Linked DNA regions of Gossypium hirsutum: region 2 is linked to region 1. Evidence: chromatin contacts called from public Hi-C data. All regions are on one chromosome and are shown on one strand. The core of a region is the stretch at or near the end of the contact, and the rest is flanking DNA. Distances in the headings are between cores, read along the strand shown. Region 1 has its middle 3.0 kb from the start of LOC121215279. Region 2 has its middle 6.1 kb from the start of LOC107909359.

Evidence for each region. Hi-C and Micro-C count contacts between places; a contact is called where the count stands out from the background.
Region 2: a contact with region 1 is called in a Hi-C map of leaf, with 2.9 times the contacts expected there. The contact joins two enhancer-like sites. A contact is called at or near these places in 10 of 34 Hi-C or Micro-C datasets (anther, callus, cotyledon and 3 more).

Annotation. Positions count from the first base shown.
Region 1 is chrD03:1,432,121-1,434,703 of Gossypium_hirsutum_v2.1, forward strand. No RefSeq gene overlaps it. Among protein-coding and RNA genes, the nearest start is that of LOC121215279, 3.0 kb to the left of the region's middle. Within about 2 kb of position 1,296, at least 1 of the 9 cell types and tissues checked has an H3K27ac peak or open chromatin away from gene starts, as enhancers often do. A contact at or near this core is called in leaf, where this site is marked.
Region 2 is chrD03:1,492,306-1,494,888 of Gossypium_hirsutum_v2.1, forward strand. No RefSeq gene overlaps it. Among protein-coding and RNA genes, the nearest start is that of LOC107909359, 6.1 kb to the right of the region's middle. Within about 2 kb of position 1,301, at least 3 of the 9 cell types and tissues checked have an H3K27ac peak or open chromatin away from gene starts, as enhancers often do. A contact at or near this core is called in leaf, where this site is marked.

The sequences.
Region 1 (2,583 bases), core at 46-2,545:
TAAATATATCTACTTCTATTAATTAACCCATAATTCTTTACCTTCATAAGAATGCTCAATTTCTATACCAATGAATAGGAGGTCCCTGATTAGTTAAATTAAGCTTTCAAAAAAGTGTAAACATCATATCTACCCAAAAATGGGTTAGCTCAATTATTTAATTTAATTATCTCTACATGTCATCAAACACAAATCCAACATCTTAATCCTATTTTTTCCTTGAAAAAATTATGTGTTTTGATTAAATTTACAAGTGTTGGCAAATGTGGAATATGAAATACAAAAAAGTTATTTTCAATATCTCAAACCAAAGCACAAAGCCAATCTTTAGTTCTCCATTTCCTCACCAATCCAAAAATAAAATGAAAATATATGAGAAATTGACTGTTAAGAGTGTAGCTATTATGGAAGTTGTGTGTGCATCAAATCCAACACATACAATAAGTCCATCCAAAAAGCACAAAAAGAGCTATTCTAGTCTTTAGCCTTAGACTAAAAACTTTAGGTTCCCACCTTCAAAGGCTGCAAATCACTCCACCCCTTCTTACATCATCTTTATGTGTCAAGCGATCATATGATGTAATTCAATTTAAGGACTAAATTAAACATTAAAATTAAATTTAAGTATCAAATAGTATATCAACCCTTATGATTATAACTATCTCAACTTTACTTTAAAGCCATATATGGTTGGCTTAGATGGTAAATATCAACTCAAATATAATTTAGAATGTATTTAAGATATATAGATCAAATTGTAAACATTTGTGAACAACTTAGATTTGACATGTCAAAGAAAAAAAAGAAATACAATGCCAGATCAAAGTTGCTTATGCAGTATGTATATATATTCAATTTGGCTCACATATTCGAAATATACTCCAGTAAGATTCATATTGATAGTTAGGCTAACAGAGAAACTTGATTGATATATTATAGATATTTTGATAACTCGATTAGAATGCTTTAAAGTTTAGTGATCAATTTAAAATCTGAACAACAGGTGGTGGAGGTTTGCTAACGGAGGGACTTAATTGTTATATTACTGATATTTTGATAACTCGATTAGAATGCTTTAAAGTTTAGTGATCAATTTAAAATCTGAATAACAGGTGGTGGAGGTTTGGTGAAATTAACCCTTTTTATGTATACTATGATTTATTTAACTTCACCCTCGTTTTCTCATTTCATAATGAAGGAGGAAAAATCACTATCCCCATGTCTCTTTGGCAAACAGCCTGTCACCTCGCATTTTATGATACATGTCACGTTTCGAACACCATTGATATCGGTGTGGACCACCGCTCCCATGTGGCTGCGGCCACCCTTTGCCGGCCTTATGCCAATTTAGGACCACCACCCTTAGAGGTATACATTCTTCATATATATTATCAAGAGAGCTCCCATTTTGGGTTGTTTTCTTATATGGGGCCAATGCTCCCTAAAGGTATTCAAAATCCAAAGGACTCATCACAAATATTTTTTTTTATTTAAACATTTTCATTTAAATAATTTTTATTATTTATTTCAATTATATATTCTTGATTAATGATCCCATGGTAAAAAAAAAGTTTAAAAAAAAATGATACCTTGGTTGCCTTTCTATATGATATCTCAAGTTCTGTACAAACATATATTCTAGCTTGTAGTACCAAAATTTGGGGCCATAATTAAGTCTCATATTAATTGCTTTTGTTCTTCTCTAATCTTAGTCCTTTTCAAAGAGTGCAGTTTCATACTCTTATTTTTCTATTTAATATATATTCACATATGACAGCATTGAAGAAGGGAAGGGGGTTACCCCCAAAATGATAAATTGGGTTAAGTTGTTACTAAGAATTGTAAAATTGTAAATTAATGTAATGGTAAAATTATATTTTGACTCCTTAAAGTTTTATAATTTGATTCTTGTCTCTATTATTTTCTTTTCTAATTTCACCCTTGACACATCTAACATACCATTGATACATAAATCTTAATGTACAGTCAATGAATCAAAATTTTTCATTTCATTAATAAGCCTTTTATTAAGTAGAGATATTTATTTATAAGTCCTCCAATTTTTTTTCTCATTATTAAAGTGCAATATATGAGAAAGGGTTATATGAAACAATGATATTATCCTTTTCCAATAGTTTAATGCCACATTAGTAATTTTATCTTGAATTTTAAGATTTTCATTTAGACTTAATTTTTTTTTCAATGTGGAAATACTAAAATTCAGGATGAAAATATTGATGTGATATTAACTATTGAAAAAAGAATATAGATACCCAAGTTTTATGTCGGTATGTATGATTAAGACAGCGTAAAAACAAGGTTTTTTTTTAAGCTAAAACTTAGCCCACATACATGTGTGAATAATACCCATTTTTTTTCAATCAAAGTAATAGATAAATTTTAGTATAAAAAGATGATATAAAAGATATTCTAACATTATATATTATGGTGTGGCCAAAGTATACCAAAAAAATTCACGACATAAACAATCAATATAGTGTGACAAGATTGGCGCCTTCGAAATAGACAACACCTTTTTTAAAGGGTATACTATTAAAATAGTAATTTCTGTTTGTAAGTTAT
Region 2 (2,583 bases), core at 51-2,550, 60 kb after region 1:
CCTAATATGTTGCTTTTCCTTTGAGTAAAAAAAACAGACCTTTTATCAATGGCTTTCTGCTGCAACCATCACTTCCATTTTATTTGAAATAATGAATAAAAAATGGAGTTTTTGATATGATATTTCAGCTGCTAAATTATTATTTAAAAGCTGCAGAGATTCAAAAAACGCTATTACTGTCACACAAACAAGACAAAAGTGTAGCAAAGTAGTGTCACTTTCAGCTTATGTTCTTTTTAATATTTTTGGATGCTTTTATTATGGAGTTTTTTTAGTCAATATTTGTTTTGATTTATTTAATGTTTTTGAAGCAAAACCAGAAAACAAAACACACAAAAGTGAGTCATTGACTATGTTTTCTTTGTTGATGTAAGGGCATCTAGCTGAGGCTTTGTACATGAAAGAAAGTGTTTAAAATCGACCCTTCACGCAAAATGGGACCAATGTGATTGAAAGTGAAAATACTAATAGAATCTATCATAATTCTTAAATGACTGCTTATCATTTTGTTTTGGTTTTTACCTTACATTCAATGTCTGATAGGTGGTCAGAAGACTCTTTGAATGCCACCTTATGACTTGTGGGATTTTTGATAAAGCCTCAAACCTTTTACCAGACAATCCAATGGGTTGCCATACAATGCTATTTCTCTTGATTAGGGTTTGTGTATATATCCCGTTTCAGTCAATTTATATTCTGCCCCCTTGTTAAAAAATAAATAAATTAGTCATTAATATTTCTTGTTAAAAATTTTATTCATTTTTACTGTTAAAAACTAACGTGGCTGATAAAATAATCAAACAATTACAGGTAACGTGCCATGTATGCCTCATTCTGATATACATGGACCAATTTTTAGTAATTAAAATGGATAGATTTTTAATAAGACCAGTTTATTTTTTAATCTAATATATAAGAACTAATTTCCTTATATTTTGAGTAGAGAACACAAAATTCAATCTAACTTCATGCTTTTTTTTTGTCGAGGTTTGCGATTATTCCTCCCAACAACATCGTCTCCAAAATTAAGATCTCCACTTGAGAATGCAATGCTTTTTGTCATTAAACTTTGTGCCAATGCGTTTAATTTCATTTATGATTTAGAAAAAAACCATAAATAAAAAAGGTCCCTCCACAAAAGGGGTGCATTAAACATTTAGTACAAAACAGTCAATGCAAATTGCAGAAATGCTAGCCATTCGATGCTAAACCAAGGACCTGTGTCCATGACCCCCCATTGTTTTTTGGGCTTGGGGCACATTTTTGACAGAGTTTTTGAAATTGGGGTCATAACTTTGTATAGGCTTAGGCTGCAACAGTAGTACTTTTGCTAGACTCCATCCAGCCCGTGTGAGTGGTGCCCTACCCTTTGCTTGCCAGCTATATGTATAGTTAAGAGATTAGAAAAATCTGTATGTATTTTATCATTTTTATTAAAAAATAATAAATTTATCCCATACTTTACATCAATGAGCAAAATTATCATTCTTTTAAAATTTCATCCATTTCATCATTAAAAATTGATTCATGTATAATTATCTGATTATTACATCAATTTTTAATAATAATAATGGATGAATCTTTAAACAAAAAAAATCAATTTACTTAATGATTTAACCTATGAAAATTAATTTATCAATTTTTTAAAAAGAAAATAGAAAATATAATAAGATGCAATCATACTTTACCAAACATTGACACAATTTTACTATTTCAATAAGTGTAAGTAGTAAATATGAAAGAAAGTAGGCTTGAAGTACAATATATAATCTTTAAATGGAAAGAGTTGAAAGACTTGTTTTTTCTTTTCTAAAAAGGAAATTTACTTTTTTTCTTTTCAGAACTTATTAAATTGTAATTTTCCATATTCATGTTCATGTTATTAAGTGTATATGTATACCGTTATATTAAGAGTTGTATTTTGTTCCGTCTATTTATAAATAGGAGAATAATGTCTTTCAGTATACTTAAACTCAAGTCATATTGATAACAATACTCATATCAATCAATATAAAACTCAATCGATTAAGTGTGAGTATATATTTATTTTTTATTTTTTTATATATTTTAAATATTGTATTCGAATATGTATAAAATATAATATTAAAAAAATAAGAGTAAGAATCACATGACGAATGAGTAGATTCAAAGATTAGCCTATTAAAAGAAACAGGTGTATTAATTGCATGCATGGCTTATGCTAGACTTGCTAGCTTCAGTAAAATGATTGGCAACCAAGAAAATGACAGAAAGTTTGAGAATTAAATTATCATTTTAAGTTTCAACTTAACAATAATATTTATGGGTTTGAATTTTTTTTATACAAATTAATCCCTAAATTTAGTAATTATTTTCATATTGAGTTTGAATTAGACAATTGTTTCTATATTGTTGCATGCACAACTTATGCTGGACTGGACTTCTAGCTTTAGTAAAATGATTGGCAACCAAGAAAATGAAAAAAAAAAAATTCTAAAGGTTAAATCGCTATTTAGAACCTGAATTTGGCAGTAAACTCACATTAAAGCTTAATTTTTTTTTATCCAAGTTAATCCCTGAATTGATAATCATTCCCATATTAAG